Regions from separate parts of the Bos taurus genome. Here region 1 is linked to region 2. Evidence: chromatin contacts called from public Hi-C data. All regions are on one chromosome and are shown on one strand. Each heading gives the region's core, a stretch centred on a gene start, on an enhancer-like site or on the middle of the called end of the contact. The rest is flanking DNA. Distances are from core to core; before and after follow the strand shown. Region 1 has its middle 48 kb from the start of TRNAW-CCA. Region 2 overlaps LOC104973609 (a long non-coding RNA gene).

The links. A called contact is a pair of places that touch in the nucleus more often than the background predicts.
Region 1: a contact with region 2 is called in a Hi-C map of liver, with 3 times the contacts expected there. The contact joins two enhancer-like sites. A contact is called at or near these places in 2 of 11 Hi-C or Micro-C datasets (liver and skeletal muscle).

The regions. Positions count from the first base shown.
Region 1 is chr12:55,170,791-55,177,018 of ARS-UCD2.0, forward strand. No RefSeq gene overlaps it. Among named protein-coding and RNA genes, the nearest start is that of TRNAW-CCA, 48 kb to the left of the region's middle. Within about 2 kb of position 3,326, at least 47 of the 102 cell types and tissues checked have an H3K27ac peak or open chromatin away from gene starts, as enhancers often do. A contact at or near this core is called in liver, where this site is marked.
Region 2 is chr12:54,842,727-54,848,747 of ARS-UCD2.0, forward strand. The region is part of intron 3 of LOC104973609 (a long non-coding RNA gene); the gene reads left to right. Among named protein-coding and RNA genes, the nearest start is that of NDFIP2, 270 kb to the left of the region's middle. Within about 2 kb of position 1,780, at least 1 of the 102 cell types and tissues checked has an H3K27ac peak or open chromatin away from gene starts, as enhancers often do. A contact at or near this core is called in liver, where this site is marked.

The DNA.
Region 1 (6,228 bases), core at 2,076-4,575, 330 kb after region 2:
CAACCCCATGGACTGTAAGCCCGCCAAGCTCCTCTGTCCGTGGGATTTTCCAGGCAAGAATACTGGAATGGATTGCCATTTCCTTCTCCAGGGAATTTTATCAGACTAGGGATTGAACCCGTGTCTCTTTCATGGGCAGGCAGATTCTTTACTGCTGAGCCACCAGGGAAGCCTGTTCACTCATTAGGAGAAGAAAAATAAGAGGGCTGATGGGAACTTCAGATTATGGTACTAAAACAATATCATCACTTATTGCTTGACTTTCTTTGCTCACTCAATGATAAAACATTTTCATAGTTCTTAAGAAATTCCAATTTTGAATTTTTAGGAGAAAAAAATATGGTATATTTAGTTAAATTTACCTTTAGAATTTCTATTAGAATTCTGCCTGTGATTGGATTTTACTTTCTAGTTTTATATTTCAATATTGTAGGATATGCTACTGAAAGCATCTTTGTCTGTAAAAAAAAAAAAGTGAATAATTCTCCTTTGTAATTGTTAAATTTGAGATGGCCGACCTTCACACTTTAATGATTATACGTGTTTGGTTTATTACTTGATAAAATGAGGATAACAATACTTATCCCCCCAAAGTGTTGTAAGGATTAATTACTTAAGCAAATGTAAAGCTTGGAAAATACATTCGGAACATATTTAGTATGTGCTAAATAAATGTTCACTCATTTCCATCTTCATGCAGTGGTTACTCAACATAAATGTTTTTACTAACAGCAAATGATTTTTAAAAATAGAGATACATTAAATGTTTATTCAAATCTGTATCCAGATTGTTGGTTTCTTTATCTTGTAGACTTCCCTATAGCTGAGAGCTGCCATTCACTTAAGAAGAAATCTTTAAGAGAGGGACAACAGGGCTTCTCTGCTGGCTCAGTAGTTAATGATCCACTTGCCAAAGCAGGTTCGATCCCTGATCCAGGAAGATCCTACGTGTCACAGAGCAACTAAGCCCATGCACTGCAACCACTGACCCTGTACTCTAGAGCCAGAGAGCCGAGATTATTGATCCCATGTGCTGCAACGACAGAAGCCCTCACCACCGACAGCCCTTGCTCCGCTGCACACTGCATCTAGAGAGTAGCCCCTGATCGCCGCAACTAGAGAAAAGCCCACACAGCAACAAAGACCCAGCATGGCCAAAAATAAACAAATAAAATTAAATACATAAAATCTTTAAAAAATAGAGAGAGACTACACTAAAATATAGTATTTTACAAGTACAACATACCTCAGTATTTAGGATTTTCTTTCTCAGTAAGTTCTGACTAACTATAATGAAAGGCTATTAACATTCGGACTTTGCAAAGAGAAACAGCTTTCAAAACTATCTTCTAAACTATCCTTCTAAATTATATCTATTCTGGGGCAAGGCAAGAATCTAGGTACAACTGTACTTTCTTCTAAAAGGAAACTATTTTCTGTCCTTTATTCTGGGGCAAGGCAAGAATCTAGGTACAACTGTACTTTCTTCTAAAAGGAAACTATTTTCTGTCCTTTCTCTGAAGTCTCATAGGAATCAATACTAAAGTCAATTTGTTGCTGCTGCTAAATCGCTTCAGTCGTGTCCAACTCTGTGCGACCCCATAGACTCCCCCATCCCTGGGATTCTCCAGGCAAGAACACTGGAGTGGGTTGCCATTTCCTTCTCCAATGCAGAACAGTGAAAAGTGAAAGTGAAGTCGCTCAGTCGTGTCCGACTCCCAGTGACCCCATGGACTGCAGCCCACCAGGCTCCTCCGTCCATGGGATTTTCCAGGCAAGAGTACTGGAGTGGGGTGCCATTGCCTTCTCCAAAGTCAATTTAGAGGAACCCTATTTGGAAACAGGTTGAGTCCCTTGCTCTGGGAACAGGCAGTAGTCTCTTCCACCCCAAGGGATGGGGCGACCTCAGTGTTTTAACCCTTAGTGCAAATTGTTCTAGGAACAAGGAGAGGACATACCTTATACCAGAAGGCGTGCTGAATATTTTAAGTGAATTCAGTGCCATATTTCTACATAGACACTCACAACATAACTTCTATTCTGGATTAAATAGAAGAAAGGCAGAGGCATTGTTGGTGAGACACAGTAGAGTTACTGTTCAGGATGTATAATGGTTCTAGGGCTGGTTGGGAGAAAATGTGTCCAGTTTCTGGACCCAGAACAGATAATGGTCATAAAAAGTAATTTCAGATGTCCCACATAAACAAAAGGCATCTAAACGCAGGTACTGTAGGGAATGTGGGTGAGAAAGGGTGAACATAGAAGTCATGCCTTCACTTTTTAATTCATCTTAACATCCAAAAGTGGTTAGTCAATAAGGGCTCATGCTTTTGGACAGGGCATTAGCAGGTTAAGTATATTGTAAGTTAAGAGATCAAGACCAAGTCTCTTCTAATTCTGCAGAAAATTCAATGGTGAGAATATTCATTTTTAAACACAAAAGTTAATGGGTAGTCCATGAGAATAATAGCATAGAATTTTCTCTTCCATTTTTATTAGAAACAGATCAAGTAAAATTTTTAATAAAAATGCCTCAAAAATAGAGCAAATGTTGCTTTTAGCACAAGTTTATGCCTTTCCCAAACTGCCCTATGTTAATTAAAGTTGCAAAAAGAAGTTCTTCGCAGTTTTAAAATTATGTATAAGGAAAGATTGAATAACAGGATGGGGCCATCATTATGCTAAAATGGTGGCTGAAAATAGTAAGAAACAAAACTCCACATATGCTTAAGGTCTCAACAATCTATTTTTAAAGATGCTGGAAGAAAATTTACAAAGTGTTCATAATGGTTGCCTTCAAATGGTGGTATCATGGTTGAATTTTTCCAGCTTTATAGCTCTATTTCTGTAGTTCGTATAATCTACATGTTTTATTTTTACAGTCCTTGGGGGAATAAAACAAACGTCCTATGATATCATAATATAGAAATATCATACGCATATTTCAGTTTCCTTAGTGGTGACGTTTACATCCTGAGGCTCTGGCAGCATTCTTTTTCTTTTTTCCTTGCTAAATTAATCAAATCACGCCAAGATATTTTTTATTTCTAAACTCTCAATGAGAGTTTAACTTTGAAACAAGGAACTCTATTTTTTTCCCCCTCTTTGCCGAACACAGCGTCTGTACTTTTTCTGGAATCTAAATGAGATGCCTTCAACCAACTAATCTCAAAGGCGGGAGAACAAGAGCCTCCATAGAGCTCCTGGGCAGCACAGTCACTGTTACTTTAAGAGTAGCATTCGCCTCCCCCTCACACCCACAGACTCTCTTTGCACAGCAAGTGCCAAGCAGTGACATCTACTATAGTTTCTAGGACACGATGGCCTCTGCTATACAGAGGGGGGAAAAGGGAGGGAAAGAAGGCGGGTGGTGAGGGAGAGAGAGCACAAATCCAGCTATGTTCCCAGAGGATGAGTCACTTCCTCCCAATAATCCTGAGATGCTGTTTATGGCTATGCTGCTGATAGGCTGCCCGGCTGGGTTTCTCAGCAGACCTGCGGGCGGCGGCCGCCCCCCTTGGCTGTCCATTAATCACCAGAGGCTGTACCCGCTGCACACAGAGTGGGAGTTCTGCCTACGAGTGGCCTCTAGCTGTCTCCAGCTCAATGAAATGACCCTGTGTGAAAACTTGTTTTATGAGAGATTGGTTTATTTGTAACTAAACTACTTCCTCCGTTATTTGATAAGCTCAAATATTTGCTACTGATAGTCTGAGAGTGCCACATTTATTATCCTATTTCAGTGGTTGCCTAACTCCTTTGGAACGGACTCCCTTAACCCTTTGAGGGACGGTAGGAACTTTTAATGGACCAGTTTCTATTTGCTTCCAGCAAAGCCAGGGCCATTTTGCAGGCAATCGGTGTGGATCGACTATGACACGGGGATCAAAGAGAGGTCATACTTTTCCCAACAAAAACACAGACAACTGTAGAAACAGGGGGTCCTGGGGGTAGGGGTTTCTGAAGACACCTTAAAAAGGAAGGAAAAGTATTCTAACTCACTGATGGAAATCTAAGATGTCCTGTGCAGACAGGTTTTTATTTTTTAATTTTTTATTTTATATTGCCAATTAACAATGTTGTGATAGTTTCAGGTGAACAGTGAAAGGATTCGGCCATACATGTGCATGTATCCATTCTCCCCCAAACTCCCTTCCCATCTTGGCTGCCACATGACATTGAGCAGAGTTCCCTGTGCTGTACAAGATGGGTGTTTCTTAAGTCGGAAATTATAAGTGTGTTGTGATGACTTTCTGTCTTTTCTTAGACCCCCAAAATATCATGTGTGCAGGGCTTGCTGTCTGCAAACCCACTGCATTCTGGATTTTGAAATTTGGCCTTTTGGAGTCTGAGCTCATTTGCATTTGGCAGAACTTGATTTCCTGCTTCTACAGAAGGGGGGCGGTGGTGAAAGCCTTCACAGTCCTGCCTCAAAGGGCTCAAAGGGCTTTCGGAACATATTAAACTATGTTTCCAAGAGTTCAATGAACCAGAATGAGGCAGATTTCATTGGAAATGAAAAAGAAATACAGGCTTTGTTACATGCAATACACTTGGAAAAAAACCTAAATTGAAATCTCTCTCCTGACAAACACGTTGAGGCTGTTTTTCAGTTTTCTTGCTCTCCGGTCGGCTACACAGAGCCCTCAGTGAATGCAGAAGAGGCTACGGAAATAACCACTTATGTGTGGCAAAATGTTCCAGCCTTGCAGAGATTTTCCCAAAATCATTAGACCCACCAAAACGCTTTCCATTGGCCAGGCCCACACCTTCCTCATCAGATTTTCCACACTTCCCCAGACTCCAAGGACTGTCCATCTGTATTTGCTCAGAGAGCCAGTCATTGGTAGCCAAAAATGTAACCGAGTTTACTCTCATAAACCAGAGATCTTCTTGACTGTCAACCAGAAAAGAAAAAGAAAGAAAGAAAAAAAAAAAAGAGTTTACTTCTTACCTCATTTCAGGAAGGTCAGCATGTGAACGTCCTCACATTCCCGCCCCTGAAAAAAAGGAGCTGAATTTAGGGCAGCTACTCTCTGAGGGTGAAGAGAGGTGAACACGAAGAGGGCCAGCCAGATCTGCTCCGCTGTGACGGTGAATGGCGAGGGGGTCAAGGGTTAATTGATGGATCCCACCTCTGGTCACTTTTCGGCCCAGTTCTCAGCAGGTGGCCTCCCGGTGTCACTGCCCCAACTGCCCATCAGCGGAACAAAGACTGGCCCAGAGGGAGGGTCTGAATTGTCATCTGCGGTGGATTTGTATTCAAAAACAGTCAACTACTGCATTGAATAGATTTTTATATTTCAGTGCTCTCATCTTTTCCTTCATTTTGTTATTGTTTGTAGGTTTTTTTATGGTGGTAGAAAACACAGGAGCTCTACCCTCTTAAGTGTACAGTACAGTACTGTTAATAATAAGCATCAGGCTTTACAGCCTGTCTCCAAAACTTTTGAGGACTGAGAATCTTTACCCTTTGAACAGCAAGCAACTCCTACTTCCCCTCCCCTGCCCCTGACAACCATCCTCCTATGTTCTGTTTCAATAAGGCTGACCGTTCTCGGTACCTCATGTAAGTAGAATCTTGTGGTAATTGTCTTTCTGTGACTGGTTTATTTTCTTAGCATGATGTCCTCTAGGTTCATCCATGGTGTGGCATATGGCAGAATTTCTTTCTTTTTGTGGCTGAATAATATTTCATGTATATATGTACATTTATGTGCTGAGACACTCAGTCGTGTCCGACTCTGTGGGACCCCATGGACTGTAGCCCACCAGGTTCCTCTGTCCGTGGAATTTTCCAGGCAAGAATACTGGAGTGGGTTGCTCTTTCCTCCTTCAGGGGATCTGCTGTTTCCTCCTTCAGGGGATCTTCCCGACCCAGGGATTGAACCCACATCTTTTACATCTCTTGCATTGGCAGGTGGATTCTTTACCACTAGCGCCACCTGGGAAGCACATATACATATATAAATATCAGCTTTATTTATTATATCTCACATTTTATTTATCCATTCATCTGTCTTTGGTATTTAGATTGCTTTGCCTATTTTAAATAATGCTTCAATGGACATGGGAGTGCAAATATAAATCTGATAGGGGTTAATATCCAAAGTACCACATGGAACTCCTACAACTCAATAGCAAAAACACCAAATAACTTGATTTTTTTAAATGAGCAAGAGTCTAAATAGATTTTTCCAAAGAGGACTTACAAATGGCCAAATGTAT
Region 2 (6,021 bases), core at 530-3,029:
ATACATATATATTTATGGATACATATGTGTATATATATATGTTCAATGAATAAATATAAATGTTTATATGCTTATGTGGAGAAGGCAATGGCAACCCACTCCAGTACTCTTGCCTGGAAAATCCCAAGGACAGAGGAGCCTGGTAGGCTGCAGTCCATGGGTCGCTAAGAGTCGGATATGACTGAGTGACTTCACTTTTACTTTTCACTTTCATGCATTGGAAAAAGAAATGGCAACCCACTCCAGTGTTCTTGCCTGGAGAATCCCAGGGATGAGGGAGCCTGGTGGGCTGCCGTCTATGGGGTTGCACAGATTCGGACACGACTGAAGTGACTTAGCAATATGCTTATGTGCATGTATAGATGATCTATAAAAATAAAATGTCTTCTAATCTTTAATATGACATTTGAAGGTGGTCATTTCTATCTCCATTTTACAGATACATAAAATCCTGAAGCTGAGATTTAAGTTTGAGTTGTTTTATGGATATAAATTTTTTCTTTTCTTTCAGCCTTAGGATGAAATTATACTATACTATAAATATTTATCACAGGGATGGCTAAAGTGTCTAGCCAAAAAGATTCAGACTCTCACATGCGATACATATTAATAGACACAATAGAAAATATCTCCTTGTCACTTATTTTCCATGATTGTATAGCCATGGCAGTCATAATTAAGTTTCAGTTAATTTGATTCATTTTGTTTCATTTGCTTGTTTCGTGAGTAAAGAGGTTGCTAAAGTTCCTGCCCCTCATGAGTTGGTTTAAAGAGATCATGGTTGATGAAATCAATGAAATTTGTCATTTCTAATGCAATTTTTCAGGGAACTGCATCAACAGTCAAAGGTTCTAACTGTGTTTTCCTATGAGGAAAACCCTCTAAAACCTAAAAACTTACTCTGTTGAACTGTGCCTTTGAAACTTACAAGCCTCTTCAGGTCCTACATCCTTCTCTTGAGACTGGACCTATAGGTGGCAGCAACTGTTAGCTATTGAGCTTGGGTGATATGGGCCAAACGTTCTCTTACAACACTTTGAATACTTTACATATTATCGAATACTTGAAAATGAAATTTTCTCTAGATAAGAAAGTGAAAGGTCAAACTTAAAGTATGACTGTTAATGATTTATACCCTAAAGTCAACAGTATATAGGTTAAAAAAGAGTGTAGTGGCTAAAAAAATTCGATATTTTAGAAGTTTGAGACATATTGATGGTTGGGTTCAATCTCCAAGATTTGTGACTGCTGGGGTCAGATTGGTTAGCCTTTGTTCTTCACTGCTTTGTGCAAAATGGGTTTTTGAACACACACTATTTTCCAATCACTTCTGTTCTTCATATCTCATGTAAGTTGAGATTGTAATTCACGCACCATCCGTTTACACAACGAATGTGACACAGAAGCATTGAATACAATTCATAGTTTTGCTAATAACAATGCATATAATACATATTTTAAGGGTAATTTTCAGGGAACACTCTACTGCCGTTTAGATTAGTTTATAGTAGCTTGTTTTGAAAGTTTGGATTTTTGTTAGTTTTCCTAGATGAGGGACACCTGAAATTCAACAGTGCCTTCAAGAATCAATTAGGTTCCGGGACAGCTGAGGCAACATGGACTTTAGCTGGTGATTGCTAAACTACATTTTGGGATGACTGATCACATCAATCACCTTTGTGGTTTATATAATCTGTGGCTCAATCCACTGGGAAATCATTAGCCACATTTCAGTCAACTGAACACATCCCTTGTGTTTCCTCATTCTCAAGACAATTTAAAATGATACCACTGTGTCCACTAGACCGCTGTGTGTGTGAGTGTGCTTAGTCGCTCGGTCATGTCTGACTCTTTGTGACCCCATGGACTGTAGCCCGCCAGGGTCCTCTGTCCATGAGGATTCACCAGGTAAGAATGTTGGAGTGGGTTGCCATGTCCTCCTCCAGGGCATCTTCTCAACCCAGGGATTGAACCCAGGTCTCCCACACTGCAGGCGTTTTCTTTACCATCTGAGCCACCAGGGAAGCCCACTAGACCTCTGTAACCATCTTAAAATATCATATAAACTAGAAGAGTAGCTGCTTCTAATACAGACCTTTGACCACTCAACCAAAACAAGTTTATTTGATTTAATAATTTTCAAAGGGGATATTTTTTGATGTTCATCATTTAGTGGGGCTTTTCTATTGTACGGAGAAAATGTCTAGTTTCCCTTTACTACAGTGACCCAATATGAAGAAGGAAAAAAAAAGTGGTATCACTTTGGGAACAAAAGTTTCAGTGCACGTCGACAGCAAGACTCACTGAATGAAAGCAGATGGCTAAAACATAGTTTGGGATCGATGCATCTATCCTATAGAAAAGCGAGGCATAGTCTTTATGTTACCTGGCAATATTCATCAATCTAGGGTTTGGAATAAGAAGGCTGAAATTGAAATTGAGTGTGAACAGTTGAACGTTGTTTGTACTGGAGCTTACCTAAGACAAAAATCAAAGCATTCGCTTCTTCCTGTGGGATCAGTCTGCAATTGATCTGTTAGAGATTTTTTCCCTTTTTTTTCTTTGTGTGTGTGTGTGTGCTGTATGAAGGGAAGAGGATATAGAACAGATACATAGACATTTATAACACAAATATATTACAGAGTCAAATCAGCTACAATCAGTGTATAATCCTGGGCAAAAGTTATTAGGTACCTCCAGAGAATGTGTTGGAAAGCAAAGCAGGAGGAAGAGTCCAACGCAAGGGCAGGGCTGGAAAAATGAAAGAAAGTGCTTCAATCAGATGGGCATTTTCTACAGAGAACTTCCTTGTTGTCCTTGCACTTGAAAATATCGTATACGGTATTGAATCCTTTAATCCTTATCTTTAAAGATAAGGATTTGTCCCGATGATTATTTTATTATTGCTGCAAAGCTCCTATAAAATGTAACAAGTCACAACTTATATTTACCTTTTAAAGGCTACTGCCTTTCTTCTTTCTGAATTCAAGTTTTATTATAATTAGGTAATGCTTGGTCTATTTCTATGCACAAAACAATATCTGGCAGAATTCCTACCTGATAAACAGTCAAGTTCCAGATTCATTCTGCCCTTAGCAACACTTAGGCTTCTCTTCTATCCTTGGATTTTGTCCTCATTATAAATTTCCTGTGTTTGGTGCATATTCAAGTTATTCTCCTTTCCCTTGAGTTGAGCGAACTGTGAACACATGATCCTGAAGGAAGTGTCCTAGAAGATTTTAGAAAGTAAATTATTTTTCCTGAGAAACTATTATTTTGAAGGAAAAACCAGAGTGCCTCCAGGAAGGCTAACTATCTTCCCAAAATAACCTTCTCCTCTGTGATTATTTTCTGAATTTCACATTTAAAACTCCCTTCCTACCCCCACACTTTTCCAACAAAGTCTATATAGTCAAAGCTATGGTTTTCCCAGTAATTGTGTACGGATGTGAGAGTTGGAACGAAAGAAGGCTAAGCACCAAAGAATTGATGCTTTCGTACTGTGGTGCTGGAGAAGACTCTTGAGAATCCCTTGGATGGCAGGTAGATTAAACCAGTCAATCCTAAAGGAAATCAACCCTGAATATTCATTAGAAGGACTAATGTTGAAGCTGAATCTCCAATATTTTGGCCACCTGATGTGAAGAGCCACCTCCTTGGAAAAGACCCTGATGCTGAGAAAGATTGAGAGCAGGAGGAGAAGGCGACCACAGAGGATGAGATCATTAGACAGCATCACCGACTTAAAGGACATGAACTTGAGCAAACTCCAGGAGATAGTGGAGGACAGGGAAGCATGGTATGGTACAGTCCATGGGGTTATAAAGAATCAGACACACCTTAGCAACTGAACAAAAACAACCCCCACTCAAACACAGACACACACACAGATTCAAATTAAGCTGTGATTAATAGTACTATGACATAAATTATTAGAGAAAAATGGCCAGAATAATTGACTAAGGCCAGTCCTTGCAGTCTCAGTTGTCTGTAATTGATTGTATAGCAACATGGTAATAATATCCAGGATATAAGCTCTCTGATGGCAGGATTCTCACTTGTTTTGTTCTTAGCAGTTTTGCCAACACCTCAACAGACCTTGGCAGCTAACAGTTGCTCAATAAATATTTGTTGAATGAGTGAATCATTAAAAAAAATTATTGGAATACATTGAATGGTTTTGCTATGTTACAATGTCTAGCTTTTCCCAGGTTAGAATTAAATACAGTTTCATCCAAATACCCTGTTACTCTGACTTCTAATTAAGTTCCATAATTTCCCAGGGACTTATTGAGTGTCTGTTTACTCATCAGTACTTGAGCACCATGACTGGATTATCAGCCTCTTTCTCTTCTCTTCAACATACCCCAGACCTACCTCTTCCTCAAGAAAGAATGCTTTCATATTTTCCTCTCTTTGGAGTACTCTAAGGCATTTCGAGGTTTTGCTGTCCACTTGAACAGTTGATAATCGTCCTTTGAAGTAGAGCTTTGAACAAGAGATAAGAAATAGTAATCTAACTGGTGCCTATGCTGATAGTCAAGAGGACCATCTTGCTATTTAAGCCACTGAAGATTATCAATCTCACTCAAAATTGGGTAGAAGCTGTAGTCTATAGCTTCTAATCCTCAACTTCTTTCTCTTCCTCTTCCTCCCTCTAGTATCCTTTGTTTTTCTGAAGTTACATCCCCATGTCTGTGGGATGTAAGTATAAAGGAGGGTGAGTGGCATTCTGTACCACCAGCCTTCTCATAGGCAGCATGGCCTGACATGAAGTGAAACCAGAGTGTAAACGCACATACTTTCCTTTCTGATCAAACAGTTTCAAACCAGACTCTCACACCAGAGTGTTCTTTAGGAAAAGTGTCAATAGTAGATATTGGGAGTATTTTTCTTGAGTGGGAGGGCATTTGACAGAACATACAGTTGTTGGTACTAAGATTTATTGTCTTACCTAGATATTTAACCCAGATCCCGGAGGCGACAATCCACTACTACTCAGAGTTTATTCTTGAATTCTTATGCTTTAACGAGGCTTGAGACATAAAGCAACTATACTGCAATAAAAATTAACTAATAAAAAATTAAAGAAGAAGGGAAACAGATAAGGAGGAAAAAAAAGTCTTGAGACTAATTCTCAGAAATGGGCTAAATAGCCACAGGAAAGTTTAAGTTGCCCTTAAAAGACTTAACCTTCCCTTCAATTGGTCTGCGTATTTTCCAAGAGAAGAATTAGTCAAAGAGCTCATTTAGAAACGTTTTCATTCTGTTGAGACTGGTTCAAACGCTTTCCCAAAGCTTCTTTCTAGACCAATCTGGATTTCCTGCCAAGAAACTGAGGTTCACGGCTCTTCTGTCTCCTGGGCTTTGGACATTAGCTATTGATCGCGTTCTGTGGTTTGCTCCCTGTTTTTGTCTCTGTGTTAAGCTTACTCACCTCCATAAATCCAAGTTATCTCACTCTATGAAGCTTCTTGGTCCACATTGCTCAGAAGCAGAGCCAGAGGGCAAGGCGGCTGCTGTCACATTGCTGGGGTGGAGGCTGGGGGCGCTCCCAGGGGCTCCCTAGGGTCTGCCCCTCTCTCCTTAAGGCAGCAGGTTCCCCAAATCAGACAATGTATTGTCACGTGGATTACACCGATTAGCTCTAAGTCAGTTAGGTAACATGAGCCCTTTCAATGGTGTCCTAGGATTCTGTCAGGTTGACTGTTCAAACACTGGTTTTTGGGATCCCCTCCAGCATTCCTTAATGTAATCCAGGCATGTTATTGCAGGTTTTATTTGAGAAGGGGCTACTTACTTGTCACTTGGAATATTTTCAGTTTTAAGTCAAAACCTTCTTAGTAAAAAAAAAAAAAAAAAAAAAGACATGAGAGAATATGGTGCAAATTGAGAGTGATTTGGGAAAGGCAGAAAAAGAAAACAAACAAAAACCCCACCCCAAATGCAGTAGTGTGCCAAATGCCAAACTTACATTAAGGGCATGTGTGTTCTGGGAATGAGGTTTCTGTTGTGTGTGTG